7 separate regions of the Mus musculus genome follow, and all the other regions are linked to region 4. The links are chromatin contacts, called in public HiChIP or PLAC-seq and promoter capture Hi-C maps. All regions are on one chromosome and are shown on one strand. Each heading gives the region's core, a stretch centred on a gene start, on an enhancer-like site or on the middle of the called end of the contact. The rest is flanking DNA. Distances are from core to core; before and after follow the strand shown. Region 1 has its middle 78 kb from the start of Vmn2r25. Region 2 has its middle 31 kb from the start of Vmn2r27. Region 3 holds the start of Usp5 (ubiquitin specific peptidase 5 (isopeptidase T)). Region 4 holds the start of Necap1 (NECAP endocytosis associated 1). Region 5 has its middle 63 kb from the start of Vmn2r26. Region 6 holds the start of Vmn2r27 (vomeronasal 2, receptor27). Region 7 holds the start of D830015G05Rik (a long non-coding RNA gene).

Region 1 (3,328 bases), core at 659-3,158, 1.1 Mb after region 4:
CAGCAGACCTGGGAGACTAGATTTCTCCTTAGCTTCAGAGGTCAGAGTATTCTCTGTAGGCAAGCTCTCTTCTTGCACAGAAGGTACCCAGATATCTGGTGTTCGAACCTGCCTCCTGGCAGAGGTTGTGTTCCACTCACCAGAGGTCTTAAGATCCCGTGGAGGGTCCTGTGAGGACCTTGGGGGTGTCTGGAAACTCCACGCAAGGAACCCCGGTGCTGGAGTGGACCAGAAGGGACTTGTGCCCCGATCAGGCCCGGTATCTGCTTCCCTAGTTAATGCAGTCTCAGGTCCCTCGTGATTGGATTGGAGCAGACATTGTGTTCTACTCACCAGAGGTCTAAGGATCCCATGGGGGATCCTGTGTGGGTCCTTGCGGGTGTCCGGAGACTCTGCAGGCAAGGCACACCAATGCTGGAGTGGCCTGAAAGGGACTTGTGCCCCTGTTCAGGCGGGGTTATCTGCTTCCCTAGTTAATGCAGTCTCAGGTCCCGAGAGATGGGATTAGAGCAGACACTGTGTTCCACTCACCAGAGGTCTAAGTATCCCGTTGGGGATCCTGTGTGGGTCCTTGTGGGTGTCCGGAGACTCCGCAGGCAAGGCACCCCAATGCTGGAGTCCAATCTAATTTTTAAAATTAGATACAGAACTAAACTGGCTTTTTAATAGAGGAATCTCAAAGTGGTAAGAAAAATTTTAAAATAACATTCAGCATTATTATGCCCTATGGAAATGCAAATCAAAACTACATTGAGCATCCATCTTACACATGTCAGAACAGATATCATCAACAATACAAGTAACAGCTCCTTATGACAAGGATGTGGAGCAAGGGGAGCACTCTTGCATTGATGGAGAGACAGTAAACTTGTAAAGACACTACAGAAATCAAGATTATGGATCCTCAGAAAATTGGGAATTGATCTAGCTCACGACCACCTATGCCACTCTTGATCATATACACAAAGGACACTGCCTCTTGCCACAAGGACACTTGCTCAGTTAAATCATAGTGGCTATCTTTAAAATAGCCGGACATTGAAAGCAATCTAAGAAAATGTCTCTCAATTGAAGAATAAACAATAAAAATGTGGTACATTTATGCAATGGAATACAATTCCAGAGATCCATATTAACAAGGAGGGTTGTGGGAAATGGATGTGAATGGGTCACATGAAACTCCCTGGGAATGGAAAATAGAATACATTTTTGTGGGTAGACTAGAGGGTGGGTGGAGATGGGAACAAGATGGAAAATTTTCGGTAGGGAGGTTTAGAGAGAAAGGGTATGGACAGAAAAATAATGAGATTGAATAGTGGGGCATTTATGGGCAATGTCAAACATAGTGAAATGGAAGTTTCTGAGATCTATGAGGGTGAATTTAGTAAGGACATAGTAATGGAGGAGATGGAACCTGAACTGCCCATGTTCAGTAACCAGGCAAGGCTTGTAAAGGGCTGTAATATATGTGCCGCCACTAGATGGTGCTAAACCTCTTTGTGCGCAGCTGCGAGAGCACAGCCAGCCAAAGTCACCAGTCCGTCTCCGGGGCTTTTGCCCAACCCCTGGGGGCTTTAACCTATCCCCAGGGTGCATGAGGATCATGGGTGTTGCTACCAGTCCTAGTTTAGACACGTCACCAAAAGTATTTAAGCCACACACTTTCTGAGCTTTCTTTGTCTACCTCAATATGATATAGAAGTAAAAGTTAACCGTGGAAGAATCTGGTGTGTCCTGTGTTTATTTCCCGCGGGTCGGGGATAAGCTCGGGATAAAGGCTCCCAGTGGTGCACCTGGAACACCAACCCATTCACAAAACTTTGAACTCACAATCTATCCTGACTGCAAGGTGTGCTTGGGCAATGGTCACTCAGAATTTCTGGAAGTGACCTATCAATGGCAGGTCTAACTTAAGGCTCAAGCCATGAGAGGCAACCCAGGAAAGATTGCCTGTATAGCCACAAGCCTGAAGCTGGGTGGCTCAGAGACCTAAGGAATAACCAAATATAATAGATCACAACAACAGCAACAAGTCAAAGAACAGATTCCTAAGGATATTCTGATATAGTCATAGAGCAGTGCCTAGTCCAGTTTTCATCAGAGAGACTTCATCTTACAAATGATGGGTGCGGATATAGCCCTAGGTGGCCTCTAAATCATGATCCTTCTACCTCAGTCTACTATAAGCTTGAGAACATACATGGATGATATTTTTGAGCCTTATATAGATATGCATTATTCTAAAAGCAGTAATAAAAAGATGTGACCATAAAATGTCATAAATGTTTTGTTTGAACGTGCATAATCAAAGAAAAGCATTTTTTAAAACACCATAAGCGTATTGATTTCTGATAGAAATGTGAGCTCAACTTTAAACAATACATTGTGGTTCTTTTCCATTTTTTTCTGACTTCATGTCTTTTTGATACTTTATTCTACTGAAATAAACATGAATACATTGAGAAGGAGATATTAGCATAAAGATATATGCTAGCATTAGAAATATTTTTCTAACACAAACTATGAAAGACCATCAATCAAAATGCATAATTTATAAACCAGAACTCAATACTATAGGAAATCATAAGAACAGCTATTGTTACCTTCCATGGAAAAGGAACCAGGAGTACACTTTTATCAAGTGAGTCTCCTTCCACTCTTAATGACAGCTCCTCATGGTGTGCCTGAGCAATAGCATACACAGCAGCATGGACTTTGTAGCTCGAGGGTGAGGTATTCATATCCCAAACATGCAGAGGTCGTGTGCTCAGGCTGCCATTTGGCGCACATGGACTTCATTCCCTGACTCCATCCTTATCGAAATATGGGCATTCAAATAGATGGACCACACTTCCTGGATAAAGATATCATGAGGATATTTTCTAGGTTGAATACTTCTGAGAAAATCCTCAAATCCCATAATTTCATCCATGCAAAATGAAAATAATAATCCTCCACCAAAATATCTATAAACAAGATTTTGTTCAATGGGTAATGTGATATACCAATCAGAAGTTGTGATCCAGACATTACTAAAAAAGCATAGTAAATGCTGAGATAGACAGTAATCAGAAAATCATGAGTGTCACCAAATACAACAATAACACGTGTCTCTCTGACTCTTTCCATAGAATGTTTCCGGTTTACTGATTCTGTAGCAGAAAATTCTGTAACCTTTTCTGCAAATGCAACACAAAGTCCTTGATTTATCATCTCCTCTGCTATGCCCCTAAGGAAGATTTCTCCCCTCATATCATCTGGAGCCACCAGGCCAACCAAGACCCAAGTGAAGTATAGCAGCAGTGGTAAAATTCCCTGATACAGAGCT
Region 2 (3,072 bases), core at 137-2,636, 1.4 Mb after region 4:
ACTTCACAAATGGGGATAAATTATTCGTTGAACAATTATAAAATAAAATGGAAATGGAGCAGTTTTATCCCAACTGGGCACAGTGGTGTTCCTCCCAGTGTTTTCCAGAATGATTAAGGGACCTGAGTTCAGGGACAGCTAAGTTCCACAAAAAGCCAAAAGAAACACCAGCAGCCAACAATAGTACTGATTTTAAAAAATCAACAGAGCTTTTAAAATAGAATACCAAATAAGTCCATTTTCCCAGTTCCTCTAGATACATTTTTTTTTTTTGCTATTGAAAATAAAAATATCAACATTTCCTTTTCTAAATAGGTGCTATCAAAATTTTGGAGTGGGGTGGGTAAATGTTTTATTGTTTGAGAATTTTATATACAAAAAAAGGTGGTTTGATCAAGCCCACCCACTACTGTTCACGCCCTAATCTCATGTTCACTTTTAAAAACCATGGGTCAGTATTGTATGAATATAGGGTCATTCACTGGCCTATCAGAGGCAAGAACAACAGAAGGAGGAGGAGAGGGAGGAGGAGGACGAAGAGGGGGAGGAGGGGGAGGAGGGAGAAGAACAGTGTCCCTTCTGTCAGCCATCAACAACCTCCTACAGTAGCATCTGAGCTAGGGTTGTGACGCTGTGTTCCCGCCACATCCCTGCTGGAATTTCACCTGACTGGATGGTGTGCATGCAGCCACAACCACTGTGAGTTTATGTGTGCACTAGCCCAGTCATGTCCAGAAAATGCTACTATGAAGCAGTCCTCTGTGATTTTTACCTCTTATAATCTTTCTTCCGCCTCTGCTGTGATGTGATGTTCCTGAGCTGGGGGCGGGGGGCAGTAGGTGTGATACAGGTGTCCCATTTGTGGTTGAACAGTCCACACTGTCTTGTTCACTTCACCTTGACCGGTTGTGGGTCTCTGAATTGACTGACATCTACTGCAAGCGGAACCTTCTCTGACGAGGGTTGAGGGATGCGCTTACAGATGGGTATGAAGAAGAGTATCTAGAAGGCAGTTTAACCGTGTGCAGATTCAGCGATCAGAAAGTGGTTAGCTGCTCTATCAGCCATTTTGGTTTTGGCAAGTGTCAGCTATGGGGTTGGTAGAGCCATGTGCCAGCAGATGCAGCAAAACAACTCACTTAACACAACTTTCACAGGGCATCTGTTGCTTAGGAGATATTCAATCTTGTCGGCTTTTCTCTTCCTGCCAATAACAACATCTGGGTCCCTCTCTGCAGGGAAAGCCACCTCTAGACTCTTCCATTCTGGGCCTGGGGTAGGTCTTTTGTTAGAGGGAAAGAGAGGGCAGCACTTAGCTTGAGTCCAGTCGTGAAGGTTCTTTGTTAACTTCCTGTGTGGGAACCCACTGAAAGAGACGATGGAGATCCACCACTGGGTGGCGCACTGCCTTCAAGTCATTACCTCACACCCAAACTAGGTCTGTGCATGTGTACAGTGAACCTGCATTAAACAGGACCTCAAATAAGACAAGAGTTTATCTTTCACATCAGTTTAATCCAAAAAGAAAAGTCTTCCCACCCCTCCATAGCAATGCTATCTATGTCAATGCTTGTTAGTGATTAAAAAAATTATCATGAAAAAGAGTCTAAATAGCATTGAGATTAGGGTAGAACCAAGGTTATTGGATCTAAGGTAATTAGAGGTTTTGTTTTGCATTTTATATCATATTTCCTATTACAGAAGACAGGATAAAATTTAAACATCAGATCAGAAGTGTTTGAAATTGAATTGAGTATTTTAGGCTGTGAGAGGCCAGTCAGTGCTTGCAAGGGTGGGCCAGGGTGTATTTGCCCTCCTGACTGGAATAACTGGTGCCATCTCCTACAAGTGTGGCCCAGAACCCCCAAGCTACTTCTTAAAATACAAGTTAGATCCCAACTTCCAGGTTTCATGGTGTTTTTATAGTTTGCTTCCTCTGGCTTTAGAATGTCTGTGCAGCATGGTTCAATGTGTAAATTCTGCAGTCAGTGGTTCTTGATAACATTACTCCACACACATCTGAAAATATGTCCTGACACTTTTGTAGACAAGGCTGGGAGAGGGAAATTCTATTGAGAGGGTCAGGAGCTGTTCAGTGTAAGACTGTCACCCTGATAACAGTGTCCTTGGAGGAGTCAGCTTTGAGCCCAGGGAAGGGGTCCCCTGAATGAGCATGGAGGGCATCTACTTATGCTCCTCCTTTAGGTGGTACCAGACATGGATAAACATGTTGATATGATTTACAATAAAAATACAGATGTTCAGCATGTTAAAATTTAAGAGTCCACCTTCAGCTGGACAGTCCCAAGGGTACTTTCAAGCAGTGTCTCTGAACATCAAGTAATCAGACCAGCAGCAAAATCTCGAGATGATAATTTCTTTAACTACCTGCCCACATTTTGATTCATTTTACTGAAATTACTAGAAATGACAAAGAAAGTATTGTATGCAAGTACCAAATAAAGTCAAATGTATTTGTGTAAGAAAAAAAAATACAGATGTTCTAGTGAGTTCAAATTCTGCTACCTTGCACGATAATAACATCTACAGCATGATTAAATTAGTAACACTTTACCTCTCAAAGAATACAACTTTATAAAGATACAGTGAGTCTGTATTGCATATTATTTGCCATTAGTTGACCTGACTGAAAAAGCACCTAAGACAGAGAAAATTTTTAAATTACCCCAGAATGATTGCCTTCCTGCCGTCTTTCCCTGTTAATCATTCCACGGTCACTTTAGACAAGGGCAGACATCAAGGATATTAGCAACTGCACTGTTCCCAAGGCATTGACCAGATGTGAGTGGCACTGACCTTAAGCAACGATGCCTTAGAGAAGAGGATCTCCATGGAACTTCAGAGTCTCAGAACGAAGACAGCAGAAAGACGTGAGAAGGGGTTCATTTTAGTCCTTGTGTTTATATTGGATTCCCCAGGAATTCCCTAATACCTCTCATTACCCTCCATCTGGCATGACTAGTGTCCTTAGAATAGAAGAAGAGGGAAGGGAAGATGGCTCAGTGGGTAACCACTTGCTGTGCAAGTATAAGGCCTGTGTCAGAATCCTTG
Region 3 (3,121 bases), core at 462-2,961, 2.0 Mb after region 4:
GCTTAGCTACACTCTCTTGCTTCCATAAAAAGAATGAGAAGATGATCTGACCAGCTTCAGTTTGTTACTACGTCAAGTAGGCTGGAGAGCCCTTGCCTCAGAATGAAAAAGGGAAGGTGCTGGAAAAATTACAAAACAAATAAACAAACAAAAACATTATTTTCCAGTCATATAAAGTACCAAGGAGAGACAAGAACAACTGTCTTGTCTTTAAGTGTAAACACTGACCCACTGATTTCTACCTTTCGTCCCTGGGAGGAAGGTGAGAACACTCAAGTAACTCTTCAGATGAAAATAAAAGGTGCTGGCTTCATCGCTGGTGGAAAACCGTGCCGGGCAATCATCCTTTACTTCTACTAAGGCCAACCTGAGAGAAGCAGAGCTTATCTGGGGCGCTGATCAAAGCCCAGCAAACCAAGCAAAGCACAAATCACAGGACTGGTCCTGAAGTGGGCATCACATTATGCTGCTATACTTGGCACTGGGGATGCATTAATGAAGCCTTTCCAGTCTGACTTGCAGTTTTCAGGCCATGAGCTGGTCTGGCTTAAAGCTCTGGGCAGGGCCCAACAACCGCTAGAGGGGAGGGGTGATGAAGGGGGCGGATCCCAACCAAACTGCGGCCCTTTCAGTTAGGGCCTGAAGGCTCCTCTCTGGCTGAAGATGACACAGGAAGGCAGAACTGCAGGAAGGGAGGTACAAGGTGGAGCCTGCAGAACGTGAAGCACGGTGTGGGTGGCGGCTTTGTCTAACTAGACAAGAGTGGGAGCAAGACGAGAAAGGGGCCTTAGCATCCTCCAAAGAAACCCTTTCTAAGGAATACTTGAGAGAGGGGTTGTCTCGGCAACCTGTGAAGGACGGAGGAATGGGAGGGGTCGCGGCTATAGTTCACTTCAAAGGAAAAAACGACTAGAACTCTCCATTGGGTATTTTTCCTCCTCCCTGACCAATGGCCCACCTCCTCATCCCCTGTCCAAATTAACCACTAGTGGAGGCTATTTAACTCAGTGTTTCTCTAAATCGGACTTCTTCACAGATTGGCATCCTCTTCCAGACTAGAAGCTGCAGGATACATACCTTCCCAATCTCAACCCTTGCCCTGAACAGCGGGGAGTCGCCCCTACTCCTCCCACATGAAACTACAAAACCCGGAGAGCCCTGCGCAACGTGCAAGGCCACATTCAAGGGTTTTTCTGGGAGTCGCCTGGGGGATGTAGTTCGCCGTACGGGTTACAATTCGAACTTAGAATAGGAACTAGGGACATGGCCAACTACAATGCCCATAATGCTTCACGAGACCAGGAGTGGGCAAGGCGAGAGCTGTAGCTTCCGGGAGTGGTAGTCATACTACAGCTACAGAGAATGAAAAGCAAAAGCAGAGAGGTATGGAGAAAACTACAAGTCCCAGGGTGCATCGCAAGGAGGCGGTAGCCCAAGGTTTGCAGGCCTGGCCGAATGACCAGGGCAATGGAAGGAAGTCGTGGTCGTCGCGGGCGTGGGGAATGGGCTTACCGGCGTGTCGAAAGAGAAAGCGCACTCGTCTTTATGGACCCGGTCTCCCGCCTTGGGGACACGGATCGTCGGTAACACTGACAGCAGCGCCTCTTCACTCAGCTCCGCCATGACACCGGCAGCAGCTCCTCCTCACACAGCAGCTCCCACTGTACCTAGTACCGCCCCCCTCCGTCTCTCGCATCCAATGAGCGCGACTCAGTGTGCGCATGCGCTAAAGGCAAGACGCGCGAGATCGGCAGTTGGACCCAGCCTGCCTCCTGGCGCTCCACCCTCTGCCCCCACTCAGCGAATACCAATAAAAAGCGCCGCGGGTACAACTGATGGCCGAAAGGACCAATCCTGCTCTCCCAGGGCAAGTGCTCATGTGGCGGTTCCAGGAGGGCTGGGAGTTGCAGGAGCTGTGATTCAAGGACTCTAGAATGCCTTACGTGCAGAGCAGAAACTGTGAATTGTTTAAACGCATTGATTACTGAAACTTTGCCAAGGACTCGTCCAATCAGAAAGCACTTGTCTTGGTATTTGAAAAGCAGTAGTCAATGAGGCGATTTTGAGAGATGCGTGATAACTCCGTCAACCAATAAGGATGGCTGTTTCGCTTTAGACAAACCATATTAACTCCGTCTCCAGCTGGCTTTGTGCATACAGTCTGATAACTCATTCTATTTTGTTTAATGAAACAGAAAGGCCGAGTGGCACCCATCAAGTCCACCGCTGTCAGGCTGATACTAAACAAAAGTCCCCAGCTCACGGAGCCACCACCGGAGGGCAAGCCAGTCCTCAGCCCATTGGCCAGTCCTCATGATAGACATCCTTCAGACCAATGGCTTTCTGCTCCGGAAGGCGCATTTTCCACAACTGGCCTATGAGAGTCTGCTTCGGCTTAGCCAATAGGGTCGGGGCAGGGGGCGTGGAGGGAAGTTTGAAACTCCGGGCTTTGGGAGTTATTTCTCTAGCTGGTGTTCGGGCAGAGGTCGAGCTGGGGCCCGGTAAGTAATGTGAATGAATTAGTGGTTAAATACGAAGGCTCCCGCAGACCTGACTGCTCTGTTAAAAATCTCCATTCGTTATCCTTGCAGAGTTCTCTGGGCTAGCGACCCGGAGGTTCCTCTGCTGGAAGCTGGGAAGATCGGGTGGGTATGGGGTCAGAGGTCCGACACGGAAGCAGTAAGCTCTGAGTCTCTTCTGACGGACGTCCCTTCCTCTGCATCTGCACAGCCGGGCCCCGTCCCCAGCCCCAGTGGAGATGGGTTCGACTCAGAGCGTCTCAGGCACTCCAGCACGGCCTCTGCCACGCAACAAGCAAGTGGCTCGAGTAGCAGACCCTCGTTCACCTAGTGCTGGCATCCAGCGCACTCCTATTCAGGTATACTGGGCTGGGCTGGGGAATGCAGGGAGGCTGTCTGGATGCGGGCCTCTGCCTAGCTTGTTTACATGAGCCCTCATTCCCACTGCCACTGGAACCCTACTTTCTCCATCCCTCCCCCTTTTATTATTTATTTTTGAGGCTCTAATATAATCTTGTCATATCTGCCTGTCCCTCCCTCCAAACCCTTCCGTATACCCCTCCTTGCTGTCTTTCAAATACATGATCTCTTTTTTCATTAGC
Region 4 (3,344 bases), core at 769-3,268:
GTGCTTGCACCTGTAATAGCACTTAGGAAGCAGAAACAGGAGAAGCCTGGCCAAGAGAATGGGATGCTGCCACAAACAAACCACCACCAGGAAAATTAGGATAATATGGCCATCTAAATCAGAGAGGACACTGTAAGACCATGGAAAATGGTGTGCTGCACGTGTAGAAGAGGCCAGTGTGTATTTCCTCATTATTTTGCTAATATCCCGTATTATGTTTGTTGGTTTTAAAATACTAAACAAACTACAAATTCTTGGAGTAAGCTGCAGGTGGTTATCGTATATCATACCTTACATGTGGCAAGAAGGAGTGTAAGATTAGGGAGAGTTAACTATGTGAAACCAGAAGTCTCTAGGATGACCAGATTTGGGGAGAAAAAAATACATAGCACTTGAAAGGTGAACCAGGGGCTGGGGCCTCAGTAAGGGATTGTCAGCACTGCTGATCCAGAAAGAGGAAACGAAAGAGTTCAATGCGGTATAGTAACATGACCGAGGCTTCCGTTGAGATCATAGGTTTAGAAATAGGAAACCAGTAAAAGACCATTTTTTCTGTCTGTTTTCTTTTTTATGTCTCCATCCACAGTGTATGTATTCTCTTTATAACATGTGTTGGAGAAGTATATGATAGAAAAAAAAGTTTTTGGTTGGGGATGTAGCTAAATTGATAGAATGCTTGCCTAGTTCTCACAAAACCCTGGATGTGATCCAAAACACTGAAAAAAAGAAAAGAAAAGAGTGTGGTGACACATGCCTGTAATTCCAGTACTATGGTGGCAGGAGGATTACAAGTTCAAAGTCATTCTTTAGTACATAATGAGATGAGGGCCAGCCTGGACTACATTGAAACTCTGTCTCCAAATAAACAGACATGAACAAACAAAAAGCTAGTGGAACTGTTAAAGGCTACACCCACTTAATATTTGGAGAGTTCTGCTAAATGTCCCTTCAAAGCAGCGTTGGATCAATTTATAGTCCTGGCAACCGTAGCCAGTCTCTACATCCTTACCAGCCAATTAAAGTCTAATTCTTTTTTTTTTTTTTTTTTAAAGATTTATTTATTGGTTATATGTAAGTACACTGTAGCTGTCTTCAAACACTCCAGAAGAGGGAGTCAGATCTCGTTATGGATGGTTGTGAGCCACCATGTGGTTGCTGGGATTTGAACTCCAGACCTTTGGAAGAGCAGTCAGGTGCTCTTACCCACTGAGCCATCTCACCAACCCTAAAGTCTAATTCTTGTTGAACTGGCTTTGCTAGGCAAAGCAGACCAATCAGAAGTAAAAGTCAACCAGTCGATAGAATGCAATGAAAGAGGCTGCTACTGGTGTTTTGGGGGGGACAAGATAAGATCAGACTTGGTTTTGCCACTTGAAGTCAGTGCCATCTAAAACATTTCTAAGTTACACTGTTGTAAGCTTACATTTATTTGCGAGTGCACAAAGAACATATTTGTGGATAGAGCTGTTTAGTACTCATCGTGATGTGTAGCCAGCTGGGCTACTCATGCTGAGGGATGCTAGATAGCATTTAGCACTGTAATCAGTCATTTTAATATGGAGAAGTCACCAACAAAACCTACAAAATTGCAAAAAAACAAAACAACCCCATGGTAGCACTTAATAGATTATGCATTGGACACTTGCTTATGAGAACAGAATGAGAAAGCAGAGATTCATTTTGTCCAACCTCTGTTTTGTTTTCGTATATTCAGTGACTTTTTTTTTTTTTTTTTCTGGTTACCGTTTGAAGGTAGGTAAAAGAGAACTGAATTCTTATTTTTAATTTTTCGCTGGGGAAAGAGCCCAACCCGAGGCCTTGGCAGGCAAGTGCTCTACCACTGAGCCTGTCTTTGCCGTTACTCAAGATGGCGAGCCAGGCGCATCAGCGTTTCCAGATTGTAACAGGTTTTGCGCCGCCTAGAGGTTAACCTCGAAGCTGTACCCGAGCGGAAGTGACGCGAAGGAAGCCGTCGGCGTCTCAGCCCGCCCCCACCCGTGCCCCGCCCCCGCGGCGCTAGCGGAGCCAAGATGGCGGCAGAGCTGGAATATGAGTCCGTGCTGTGTGTGAAGCCCGACGTCAGCGTCTACCGGATTCCGCCGCGGGCCTCCAACCGCGGTTACAGGTACCCAGGGGGATTTGCAGCCGGCGCCCGCCGGGGTGACGGTTGTGTCCTTGGGCAGCAGCCATCGGCTCGAGCCGCTGCCGCCGTAGTTAGCCTGCCACCCGGGCTGCCGGCGGCTCCGTCTACTTTTCTGTTTTGCTGGAACTCTGATTTTGTTTTCTTTTCTTCCTGCCGTCATGCGTCTTTCCACCTCTCCTCCCCATCCCTCCCCCTGAGACATCGTCTGCTCCTCGTCATCCGCAATCCATTCATGCCTGCTCCATCTGTTACTCTTGCTGCGACCTTTGGCTTGTAATCCTCCACGCGCGCGTCCGCACACGCACACGGCACGCTCCCCCCCCTCCCCCCGCGCTTCTGATCCCGCCTGACACTTGTCCGGAATGGTAGTTTTGCTGTCCACTGTTTAGATGATCTATTTTAATTGATACTGTTGTCATTCTCGCCAAGTGTCATCATCCTTTAGTTTTTTTTTTTTTTTGGGGGGGGGGGGCGCAGTAGGCACACGTTAAGATCTTGTATTCCAGTGATGAGCTATTGCGTGTTTTCATTTTGTTTGTGTGTGTGTACCCCTCCCCCCCACACATTGATTATGTAGGGATTTCTGCCTTCCTATCAATCCAGTCACCTCTCTTAGAGCTTTCCCAGAGTCAGTGCAGCATTTTTTTTTTTTTTTTTTTTTTTTTTCCTCTTGTAAGGCCTGACAACCTTGTAATCCAGTGATTGAGGTTTTGGGCTGTTGTAGGATGTTAAGGAGTTCAAAGAGAATTCGCTGGGATTTGTGTTGAAAACTCTTTAGGTCTGAGCCCTCGACACTAAATAGCTGTGTAATTTATGAGCCAATCAATGTTTTTCTTCCCCAGGCCTTAAGGGTTCTCATTTGTAAAACAGGAGAAGTAGCGTGAGAAGACTGTGCACGTCTTGTGTACCTCACAGGTTTTTATTTGTTTTAGAGGTATGTGTATGGGTGTTTTGTCTGTCTGTATGAGTGGGTATGCCTTGTGCTCACAGAGGTCAGAGTGATGTTGTGAGACATCAGATCTCCAGGAACTGGAGTCACTGATGTTGGTGAACCATCATCTGGGTGCTGGCAACTGAACCCCTGTCTTCTGCAGGAGCAACAAGTGTTCTTAACTACTGAGCCATTTCCCCAACCCCTTCACAGGTTTTTTTTTGAGAGTTAAATAAAAGAGTATAGGGTAACTAAATCGTTATAAAAATA
Region 5 (3,495 bases), core at 218-2,717, 1.1 Mb after region 4:
TAAAACAGAAAATAACTGTCAGAATTTGCAGTACAACTCACTTAGATACAAATAAACCTGGTTACTTTAATTGCTCTCTCTTTCACTAATTTTATGTCCCTGTGGCTTTCATTATTGTTCTGTTATCAAACATTTATCATAAGGCTAATACATGCTAGCAATATGTCAATATGTAGAGGTTAGTATAGTCATAAGCTATTTACCAATACTATCCACACTATTTATATTTGAAAACTGAATTTTCTCAGTCACTCGGTGATGAAAGGAGGATTCTGGACACCAGATTCTCATTTTGGTGAAAAATAGGAACAATAAAAATGAGTTGTTTTAAACGTTTTGCATAATAGCTTTTCAGAATAAATACAATTTTTTCACAACTCTTAATTACTTGTGAAAGTTTGAATAAAAAATTCATATTTTAAAATACGAAAGTTGTCAATAAGGGAGAGGAAAGCAGAAGACATGTGGTATAGGATTGTAGAGAATCATGTGATAGAGAGCACCAAAAAAATATGGGAGTCAGAGAGAATAGATGGAGTAAGTTAACCAAACCTGAAGATATATGAAGAGGTCAGGCATAAAGCATAACTTTGAGCCAGTTAGAAAGAAAACATAATTTAAAAAGTATTTAAACAAATTTGTTATAGATTATTATGTATAAAAAATTTCTGTGGCAGATAGGAAGCCCCCAAAAGACGTCAAGACTATGCAGGTTATGATCATTGCCCTTGGTTACACATAAGAAGCACGTTTTCATTGTTGTTGCCCCATTGAATAGCTGCATACTTATGCCCACATGGAAAGCATGGTGGATTATAAGTCCATTGGATCATGAAGGAAAAAACAAAATGAAAAACAAATGTAGGATAGGGACATGGTGGGAGTCTGGAGGGTCTGTGAGGACAGAGCGAGATGAGGGAGGGAGGAAAATGTGTGTGAACAGAAGGTATTGTGTACTTGTATGCTTGAATATAATTGTCAAGGAAATAAATTATTGTAATAGACCATATACGATGGATATAAAAACAATGATGTCTAACCTTTTAATTTGAACTTAAAAAGGCAAGCAAACAGTTCTCTGAAGAAATAAGTTAAACATATCCTTTCCTTAGAGAGTGAGATGATTTACTTTTAAGATTGACTTAGCAAAATTCTCCTATTAAACTGAAGGGCAGAGGAGTGTGATCTGAGATAAAAACATGCAGGAGTAAAATTTTGTTCCAGCCTTATAGCAATGTTAAAGGAAACTTGCAGAGAAAAGGAAATTTGTATAAGCTAGAAAATTATACTGACATAGAGACAATAATAACAATGAAGAATACCATATTAAACTTGAGCATTGTATTTAGTTTATTTTTCTAGTAGGGTATAATCTCCTCAAAACCACAAAGTGAATACAATACCACATAGCTACATTTTTAGATAAAGGAAACGCTTGACAGCACTGCTACAACAAATAGGAAAGAGGAACATAGGGTTTCCAAATGTGTCATCATTGCTGTTAAGCAGTACTTGTAAGTATGTCTTGAACATATTAGAAAACCACAAGAATTTTTTAAGTATAACTGACATTCTATGAGAAAAGGTACAATGGAAAATATTCGATTAAATCTAAAGAAGTCAGCTAAAGATAAGATAACAAAAAGGGTCAACTGCCTCCAAAAAGAAAATGCTCATGTGAAAGTCATTATTATAAAGCTCAATAATCAGTTTAAGGTTAGTTCACTAAATGCATGAATTTAAAACAGATACAAATTGGAGTAAAACACTATACTCAACCAGACAAACAAAAAGCTGCCATGACTTGACTAGTTAACATGAAATCCACAAGGAGAGTCAGTGTCCCTTAGCAATGCAGAAAATGCAAGCTTACCACTGCAAGAGTACATGGTCCTAATTTTGTGCTTATACATGTAGCCCTACATGGACTCAATGGTCTTAAAAAATATAACACATTAGCTGGGAGGGTAGATGGTATGGATAATAGAGAATATACAAGGGGTAGATTAGAAATAAACATATTGTGTGCATGTATGAAATTCTTAAACAATAAAAAGGATTAAGAAAGAGACAAATATAGAGGGAGAAGGCATGCAGGAACATACTGTGTCAACACTAATCAAAAGAAAGTTGGATTGAGTATATTAAAGAGAGCAAAGTAGCCTTCAGAACAACTTAGACATTAAAAGAAACATGAAAACAATAATTAATATAAATAATAAAACAAAAACAATAAAAAACACCAAGAAAACTTTAAAATGATCATAGAATGAATTGGGTGGTGTTCCTTCTGTTCCTATTTTGTGGAATAATCTGACAAGTATTGGGATTAGATCTTCTTTGAAAATGTGATAAAATTCTACACTAAACCCATCTGGTCATGGGCTTGATTTGGCTGGGAGACTTTTAATGACTGCTTCTATTTCTTTAAGGGTTTATGGGACTGTTTGGATAGTTTAGCTGATCCTGTTTTAACTTTGGTACCTGGTATCTGTCTAGGGAATTGTTCATTTCATCCAGAGTATGCAGTTTTGTTGAGTATATGTTTTTGTAGTAGTATCTGATGAATTTTTGAATTTTCTCAGTTTCTGTTGCTATGTCTGCCTTGTCATTTCTGATTTTGTTAATGTGAATACTGTCTCTGTGTCCTCTAACTAGTCTGGCTCACGGATTATCTATCTTGCTGATTTTCTCAAAGACCCAACATTTGGTTTTGTTCATTCTTTGTATAGTTCTTTTTTGTTTCTATGTCTTCTTCAGTGTATTTGCTTCTTTTTGTTCAAGAACTTTCAAGTGTGTTGTCAAGCTTCAAGTGTATGCTCTCTCCAGTTTATTTTTGGAGGCAGATAGAGCTATGAGTTTTCCTCTTCCCACTGCTGTCATTGTGTCACATAATTTTTGGTAGGTTGTGCCTTCATTTTCATTAAATTCTAAAAAGTCTTTGATTTCTTTATTTCTTTCTTGACCAAGTAAGTTATCAATGAGGATATCATTGTTCAGCTTCCATGTTTATGTGGACTTTCTGTTATTTTTGTTATTATTGAAGAACAGCCTTAATCCGTGATGTTCTATTAAGATACATGGGTTTTTCAATCTTTTTATACAAAAAGTATCTACTGAGGCTTGTTTTGTGACTAATTTTATGGTTAATTTTGGAGATGGAATCATGAAGTTCTGAGAAGAAGGTATATTCTTTTGTTTTAGAATGAAATGTTATAATGACATCTGTTAAAGCCATTTAGTCCATAACTTCTATTAGTTTCACTATGTCTCTTTAGTTTCTGTTTACATGATCCGTCCATTTATGAGAGTGTGGTTTGAGATCTCCCACTATTATTGTGTGAGGTGTAGTGTGTGGTTTGAGCTTTAGTAAAGTTTCTTTTATGGATGTGGGTTTCCTTGCATTTGGAGCATAGGTGTTCCCTTTCTGATTTCTTTATTGTTTCTATTTCCATTTTTAGATCCTGGGTGGTTTGATTCAATTGCTTCACCTGT
Region 6 (3,428 bases), core at 473-2,972, 1.4 Mb after region 4:
TAAATTATTAAGCAGTCCCATATATCATCAAAAAGAATAACTGGATTAAGGAGAATTTAGTATTATAATACTATGTTTAACATAAGAATCAGGATGCTTTGTGTACCTGTGGGACATTGTAGAGACTTAGAACTTGGGAGATCTGAGCTGTTATTGCTTTTGAATAGCCTCCTATCACTGCAACCGGCTTATTAGTCTTCTCGGGCCTGCAGCTGTAGTTAGGAATTGGTGGTCTCTCTCCTGAGATCAACACCATACAACTTTCCATGGCCTTCATCACAATAAAGTCAACATCAAAGAGATAAAATCCCAAGGACATATTGAATAGAATATTTGGGTCCTTGTTGATTGTTTCTACAGCAAAAACCATTGCCAATATGTGCTGATAATGTTTAGGTAGATTGCTAGGAGGAAAAATTAGAAAGACCATTTTGTGTTCTTTTTTAATATTAATTTTTAATTAAAATATAATTATATCCTTTACCTTGTGCTCATTTATCCACCCAGTGCCTCTCATGCTACCTCTCAAATTCTGGATTTTTACTTATAAAAGTCTAAGTCATATAAAAATATACATGATATACCAAGAAACAAGCAGGATATTCTATATTTAAAATGTGAAGAAATTAGTCTTAAGAAAGAAGATTCATAGTACAACTTATCAAATTCAATTTTTTTGAATTTTTTTTTTGAGACAGAGTCTCACTTATTCAGCCCAGGCTGAAATTAAACTCAGTATATAGACTAGGTTAAACTCAGGCTCACAGAACTGCCTCTGATTCTCAAGTTCTGGGATTAAAGGTTTGTACTACCACATACTGTGAAAAGTAAAACTTTCAATTTTTACTGTGCGATTGTGTATGAGAAATTTAAATAGAAGAGTAAAGCATGTGGGAAATAGCAAACATTCAAAGTTAATCTTTCAGGAAGTATTTAAAAATAGGATGAACCTCAGGAAAGTACACAGTGGTTGATCAACCATAGCAATTTAAAAACTGTCAAGTACATTGAAACATGATAAATAAAATATTTTCTGTATACTACACTAAATAACTACAAAGAAAAATTGTTCTTAACTACAAATTATTTTCAACATATTCATATTTAAAAGAATTCAACATGAGTAGGGGAGAGATGCACAGAGCGCCAGTCATGGTTGAGTAGCTATTGGCATTTGGTGGCTACTGGGGAAGGGAGAGGCTGTTTCCTTAGGAGGTTTGTCCTAGTAGCTTACCTAGACTCTAGATGATGTCTTATACGTCTAGAGTACTGGCATGCCTAAATTAAATTACTAAAGTAAAAAGTGAGAAAATGAGGAAAAGAGAGAAACAGAGACATAGAGACAAACAGACAGAGAGATAGAGGGACAGAGACAGAGAGACCCCATAAAGTTGAAGGCAGGATACATTGGAGGGGAAGCGGTAGAGATGGGAGAGATCAACATATATTTTATATGAGTATGAAATCCTGAAACAATAATTTTTTAAAGAGAGAAGACAAACACTTACAAATAACTACCATATGTCATATTCATTGTCTCATTAAAGCAAAATTCAGTTCTGTCTTCTCGACCAGTCACTCTAAGGGAAAAGAATCCTCCAATAAGAAAATCCCCATCTTGATTGTAGCCAGGAGAATCAGGTACACTTATGTAGAAACAAGACATTTTTTCCTGGAATGAAATGAGAACAATCACTAGAGAGAAGGCAATGAGTAATTTCATAATAACATTGATAAATAATTGATAAAACCAAGATAACTGTTCAGTTAAGAACCTTGGACTAATCAACATGAACAAATGGATAAAATATGTGGCTGTCTGGTCTGTGTTGATCAAATTTATAAAGCATTGTTTTGTCCTGATACAGACCCACCAGTATTCAAACACTCCCTCAGTTCCAGGGAGTATAATTTGTGTTGCACCTACTAGATTGTGTCCCCTTCACAGAGTTGCTGTGAGTCTCCAAGGAATCATGAACCTGTCACTGGGCACCTGGGAATTCTGGGTCTCGGCAGGAAAACATGCAATTAAGAACAAGTGTGAAGTCCTCTCAAACACCTGTGGGGTGTTTGCACTCAGTAAGCTGAGGATTCTCAAGGTCCCAAGGTAAAGAGACACTAACCAGTGGAAACATAATAATGTCATGATGGGTCATCTAAAGGAGACATCAAAGGACTCAGTGTTTGAGGGCAAAAAGGCTGGACTCTCAATCATTTAACATCAGTGTCATCTTACAGTGTTCTGTAAGGAAAGAAAAAGCCTTACCCTAGAAAACATTTCTAGACACTATACTGGGTCAAATATCAGCTTGGGTATGCTTTTTATTGGATATTTTATTCATTTTATTCATATTTATTCACTTACATTTCAAATGTTATCCCTCTTTCCTGTTTTTCCCTCTGCAACTCCCCTATATCATTCCCCTCCTCCTGCTTGTATGAGGGTGCTCCCCCAAGGACAACTCACTCCCAGGTCACCTCCCTATCATTTCCAAACACTGGGGAATGGAGTCTTCACGGGTCCAAGGGATTCTCTTACTCTTGATGCCAGGCCAAGCCATATTTTGCTACATGTGCTGCTGCAATCATGGGGGGCAATGGGGAGTCCTTCCTTGTGTACTCTTTGGTTTGGTGATTTAGTTCCTGGGAGTTCTGGGGTGACTGGTTGGTTGATATTGTTGTTCTTTCTATGGCGCTACAAACCCCTTCACCTCCTTCAGTCCTTTTTCTATCTCCTACATTGGGGTCCAAGAGCTCAGTCCAATGGATGACTGTGAGCATCCACATCTGTATTTGTCAGGCTCTTTCAGAATCTCTCAGGAGAGAGTAAGAACAGATTCCTGACAGCAAGCTCTTCTTGGCATCCACAATACTGACTGGGTTTGGTGACCATATATGAGATGAATCTCCAGGTAGGGCATCTCTAGATGGCCTTTCCTTCAGTTTTTGCTTCAATATTTTCCTCTGTATTTCCATTACACAGGAGCCATTCTGGGTTAAAATTATATAGAAGGGTAGGTGGCCCCATCCCTAAATCAGAGGCCATGCCTAATCTCTCCATATGGTCCCTACAGATTCTCTCTCCCATTTGTTGCATATTTCATTTAATATCATCCTCGTTGGTCCTGGGAGCCTCTTGCTCTCTTGGCATCTGAGATTTTCTGGTGGCTACACCCAGTTCCCCATTGCCATTGCTATATACCTCTGTTCAATTTCCTGACCCATTGTTAATCTCCCCCATCTCCTCCAACAACTGATTCTGTCCACCTTTTCCTCTTCCCCTCCTTTATTCCTCCCAAGTATCTCCTACCTTCTATCTCACATTATTATTTTGTTTCTCCTACTAAGAAGGCCTGAAACATCAACACATTGGTTTTTCTTCTTCTTGAACTTCATATGGTCTGTAAGTTGTGTCATGGGTATTCTGT
Region 7 (3,259 bases), core at 241-2,740, 1.5 Mb after region 4:
CTGGCGAAAGTTTGACTGTTCAATCTCCTGCATCTCTGCCAGGAGGTCATCCATCTTGAAGGTCTGAGGGGCTCGGGATACAAGAGTTGCATTCTGGTCCTGCAGGAATTCTGACACCAACTATTACAGAGAGATGGTCGGATGAACATTAGGATCAGAGGGCCTCAGCCAGAGGCAGGGCCCACTGATGTTGGACAGAGAAACGAAAACTGGAGATAAATAAAGAAAAAAAAAAATCTATCTGTAAATTTGGAAACCAGAAAAATACCCCAAAAAGTAGACGAAAACATTGGCAGGCAATCTCATTTGGTAAAGAGAGTTCAAAGACTGAAGTATGAGTGGACTGATTTAAAAAAAAAAAAAAATCACCACAACCCCCCCCCCCAAAAAAAAAAAAAGACAGAAAAGAAACTTGCTCTGTTTACCTCGTCTTCAGTTCCTACTCCCAAAGGCTTGGAAACCTAAGATAAGAAGGAAAGAGACAATAGCAGGCTACAACCCAACTCTAACTCTACTGCTTAGGTGGCCTGAGGCAAGTCAAGAGCCTTCACAAAGCCTCAGCTTCTTTGTCTATAAAATAGTAGTCCTTGTCTGTGTAAAGCCGCACAAGGCTCACTCCAGTGTTACTGAATGGTGACTGCTATTACTTTAACACAGAGAAAGCAGCTGTCAGGTGGAAGAAATAGGCTCTCCTAGAACACTCACGGTCTCTGCTGCTGAGGCTCCCGGAGGCCAGGGGCCAGGCCTCAGTCCCTCCTGCCGAAGGGCCTTGTCCTGGGTGAAATGGGTGGCCAGCTTCATCAGCGGGTTGGCACCCCCACATTCGCCCTCCACCAGCTCCCGCATTGCCATGGTGACCAGCAGCTTCCCTGATGGACAGAAGATTAGAACTGTGGTCGGGAAGCCAGACTTTCCCAACGCACGCCTCAGGCCCTATCTAGAGCAGATGGGCCCACGACGGCTCCACAAGGGCCAGGCCCCCGGGGCCACCCCCCGAGGTGTGTCTGGAGTCCAAGAGGAGGCTGTGTCCTGCCTTCCCACTCGAAACGCTGCTTTCGGCTCGGGCTTCCCCTCCAGCGGACGGCAGCTCAGACACCACCCGCCAACAGCAGCTCTACAAAAGGGCCTGGACCCCTGGGGAGCACGGGGAGCGCATCATAAACACGGCTAGACCCGAACTCTAACCTGACGAGGGACAGCGGGGACGCCTTCCACCGTACACCGGGACCCACACCCCCGGTCAGGCGCCAGCTGCGGGTCCCGATCCCAGCTCGTGTCACCTGAGCCCCCTCCCCGGCCGCGCCCGTCCCCGCCCAGCGCCCCGCGCCCCCAGCCCCGTCGCCCCAGCCTCGACCCCGTCCCACGAGGCCACCGCAGCGGCGGGGACTTACGGGCCTCGACCCCGCGCCCCCAGGCTCCAATGCTCGCCGTCGCGGGCCGCACCGTCCGACCGGCCGAGGCACCCGGAGTGGGCTGGGGGAAGGGAGGGGGCGGGAGCAAGGGGGCGGGACTCGGCCTTAAAGGGGCCGGGACGGCGGCGCTGCGGCCCAGCTCAACGGAAACGGGTAAAGGGGCGGGGCCTCAAGCTTGCGCAGCGTGATGGGCGGAGCCGAGATCCTTAAAGGAGACAGTCCTGGACAGTTGGATTGGGGAAACCTGCAGTAGTCCCTAGAACGCCAGGATTTATTAGTGGAAAACTCAGAGGACTGGAGCTAGAAGAGGCCTCTCTGGCTTTGGAGAAAAACCAAGGTTTCAGGTTCCACGGTTCAGCTCTCTTTCCTGGTTCTCCTGCACCTCTAAATCGCCCAAACTGAGCCCGGGAGATTTCGGAGGTCAAATCTATGACCTGCTTCGGCCTCCTAGGCCTGACCCCCCTTCCAACAGACGCTCCTTCAGGACAGCGTCACAGCCTCCAAGGAGACAGGGGCCTGCCTCTACCATCTCTGCGTAATGAAGAAAATAGCTCCGGATGATGACAAATTCTGGTGACTAAAATAGGGTCCAACGCATTTTGAGACCTCAATCCTGTAATGGATGGGGAGAGTGCTGTGAGTCACTCCTCTCTCCTCTTTCCTACTGGTCAAGGTCACGATGGCCTGATTCCCTGCAGCTCCAAGTTGGGGAAACGTGGCAAGGAATACCTTTGATCAGGGAATATGAACCTAAGCCTCAGGCTCCACCATCTGCCAGAGAAATGGCTCGGGTGCCAGACCTCAAGGTCACACTGGAAAGCAAACCTTGATAGCTCACCTAGGTCCAAGACCGACGGACTCCTTGACGTCCTGAGAAGGGGAGGGGTTCAGAGTGCTGGTAGGTGGGCTAGGAGGAAACTGGTTCTAGAAAGGCCTGACGTACGTCCCAACCCGGGGTGCGGGAGAAGCAGGTAGTCTGTAGGTGGCGCCCTGGGGCAGGCTTGGTTCTTTGCTGCCCTGATGATTTCAAAGGTAGCCTTCCTCAGGGAACACAGGCAGTGTAAATTCGTCCCTGGGAAAATAGAAATTGCCCTTATAACTGCAGTGGTTGAACAAGGCAGAATATTGTGCAATGTTTCTGTCTTTAGTACACTGTCAGTATCTTTCAGAGGCCCTAACACACACACATACACCCATTCTCCTTGACCACAAATTTCATCCCTGTCCACTGTTTCCAGGCTGCCATTGTAAAGAAAAAAACACCTAGCAACGAATAAACTAAACCACACCAAGGAGGAAAGGATGCCATCTTGGAAGATGAATATGTTAAAACAGGAGAATCTCTGGAGAAAGCAGTGTTTAAGGAAAGCATATGATGGTTTGAATTTCTGGTCATGGGGAAATGGGAGAGCATCTCCCAGAAGCATTCAAAACGCATCACACACATAACCTCCTACTCTGCTAGGAGGTTAGTAACTGATTAGCAGGAATTTACCATGCCAAGATCTTGGGAGAATAATTGAGATAATAACCGATGCTTATGAAATGCATGTTAACCCCCAGGTGTTGCCTTAAGCACTTGGTGAGCATTAGCACTTTTAATCATAATCTTCATAATACTCCTATGAGAAAGCTATTACTAACCTCCTTTTACAAATAAGACTTGCACAAAAATCAAATAGCTAGGAAGTCAGAATCGATGCAAGCAGTTGGCAGCGTGGCTCAGTGGTAGAGGTGTTTATACACAGGCCTAAGGGCCTGAATTTAATCCCTTGGGCCCACAAAGTAGCAGAAAAGTTATTTCCCCTGAGAGTTGTGTACACACACACACCACACATACATCGTAT

What was found. Promoter capture Hi-C pulls out the DNA fragments that hold promoters and counts their contacts. HiChIP or PLAC-seq counts read pairs in DNA pulled down with a chosen protein or histone mark.
Region 1: a promoter capture Hi-C map of pre-B cells shows a contact between it and region 4, with 6 times the contacts expected there. The contact joins the enhancer-like site here to the promoter of Necap1 in region 4. A contact is called at or near these places in 4 of 39 promoter capture datasets (cranial neural crest, embryonic stem cells, hippocampal neurons and 1 more), 1 of 15 datasets of contacts at CTCF or cohesin (pro-B cells), 1 of 484 Hi-C or Micro-C datasets (B cells) and 3 of 115 datasets of contacts at active chromatin or transcription factors (astrocytes, large pre-B cells and pro-B cells).
Region 2: a promoter capture Hi-C map of the HPC-7 cell line shows a contact between it and region 4. The contact joins the enhancer-like site here to the promoter of Necap1 in region 4. A contact is called at or near these places in 20 of 39 promoter capture datasets (the 3T3-L1 cell line, 3T3-L1-derived adipocytes, the C10 cell line and 14 more), 4 of 15 datasets of contacts at CTCF or cohesin (embryonic stem cells, large pre-B cells, pro-B cells and 1 more), 22 of 484 Hi-C or Micro-C datasets (the AML12 cell line, the G1E-ER4 cell line, LSK cells and 14 more) and 13 of 115 datasets of contacts at active chromatin or transcription factors (astrocytes, embryonic forebrain, embryonic hindbrain and 9 more).
Region 3: a promoter capture Hi-C map of pre-B cells shows a contact between it and region 4. The contact joins the promoter of Usp5 here to the promoter of Necap1 in region 4. A contact is called at or near these places in 2 of 39 promoter capture datasets (cranial neural crest and pre-B cells).
Region 5: a promoter capture Hi-C map of pre-B cells shows a contact between it and region 4, with 5 times the contacts expected there. The contact joins the enhancer-like site here to the promoter of Necap1 in region 4. A contact is called at or near these places in 3 of 39 promoter capture datasets (the C10 cell line, embryonic stem cells and pre-B cells), 1 of 484 Hi-C or Micro-C datasets (B cells) and 2 of 115 datasets of contacts at active chromatin or transcription factors (large pre-B cells and pro-B cells).
Region 6: a contact with region 4 is called in an H3K27ac HiChIP or PLAC-seq map of embryonic stem cells, with 6 times the contacts expected there. The contact joins the promoter of Vmn2r27 here to the promoter of Necap1 in region 4. A contact is called at or near these places in 3 of 115 datasets of contacts at active chromatin or transcription factors (embryonic stem cells, forebrain and large pre-B cells).
Region 7: a promoter capture Hi-C map of pre-B cells shows a contact between it and region 4, with 20 times the contacts expected there. The contact joins the promoter of D830015G05Rik here to the promoter of Necap1 in region 4. A contact is called at or near these places in 19 of 39 promoter capture datasets (the 3T3-L1 cell line, 3T3-L1-derived adipocytes, the C10 cell line and 14 more), 3 of 15 datasets of contacts at CTCF or cohesin (large pre-B cells, pro-B cells and stem cell-derived epiblast-like cells), 3 of 484 Hi-C or Micro-C datasets (B cells, the G1E-ER4 cell line and LSK cells), 22 of 115 datasets of contacts at active chromatin or transcription factors (DN3 thymocytes, VIP interneurons, astrocytes and 15 more) and 2 of 9 other capture datasets (embryonic stem cells and liver).

Annotation. Positions count from the first base shown.
Region 1 is chr6:123,929,688-123,933,015 of GRCm38.p6, forward strand. It overlaps the pseudogene LOC100417034. Among named protein-coding and RNA genes, the nearest start is that of Vmn2r25, 78 kb to the left of the region's middle. Within about 2 kb of position 1,909, at least 6 of the 459 cell types and tissues checked have an H3K27ac peak or open chromatin away from gene starts, as enhancers often do. A contact at or near this core is called in pre-B cells, where this site is marked.
Region 2 is chr6:124,261,500-124,264,571 of GRCm38.p6, forward strand. No RefSeq gene overlaps it. Among named protein-coding and RNA genes, the nearest start is that of Vmn2r27, 31 kb to the left of the region's middle. Within about 2 kb of position 1,387, at least 6 of the 459 cell types and tissues checked have an H3K27ac peak or open chromatin away from gene starts, as enhancers often do. A contact at or near this core is called in the HPC-7 cell line and stem cell-derived neural stem cells, where this site is marked.
Region 3 is chr6:124,827,773-124,830,893 of GRCm38.p6, forward strand. It overlaps Usp5 (ubiquitin specific peptidase 5 (isopeptidase T)), which reads right to left and starts at 1,712. Exons shown (of 20, transcript NM_001326594.1): 1 at 1,513-1,712. The coding sequence starts at 1,623. It overlaps Cdca3 (cell division cycle associated 3), which reads left to right and starts at 2,404. Exons shown (of 6, transcript NM_013538.5): 1 at 2,404-2,501; 2 at 2,731-2,878. The coding sequence starts at 2,759.
Region 4 is chr6:122,872,539-122,875,882 of GRCm38.p6, forward strand. Necap1 (NECAP endocytosis associated 1) reads left to right here and starts at 2,019. Exons shown (of 8, transcript NM_026267.3): 1 at 2,019-2,125. The coding sequence starts at 2,031.
Region 5 is chr6:123,960,069-123,963,563 of GRCm38.p6, forward strand. It overlaps the pseudogene Gm21023. Among named protein-coding and RNA genes, the nearest start is that of Vmn2r26, 63 kb to the right of the region's middle. Within about 2 kb of position 1,468, at least 36 of the 459 cell types and tissues checked have an H3K27ac peak or open chromatin away from gene starts, as enhancers often do. A contact at or near this core is called in B cells, pre-B cells and pro-B cells, where this site is marked.
Region 6 is chr6:124,230,062-124,233,489 of GRCm38.p6, forward strand. It overlaps Vmn2r27 (vomeronasal 2, receptor27), which reads right to left and starts at 1,723. Exons shown (of 6, transcript NM_001104642.1): 1 at 1,509-1,723; 2 at 107-404. The coding sequence starts at 1,723.
Region 7 is chr6:124,413,582-124,416,840 of GRCm38.p6, forward strand. It overlaps D830015G05Rik (a long non-coding RNA gene), which reads left to right and starts at 1,491. Exons shown (of 4, transcript XR_378022.4): 1 at 1,491-2,310. It overlaps Pex5 (peroxisomal biogenesis factor 5), which reads right to left and starts at 1,486. Exons shown (of 16, transcript NM_001277805.1): 1 at 1,392-1,486; 2 at 706-869; 3 at 426-461; 4 at 1-120. The coding sequence starts at 852.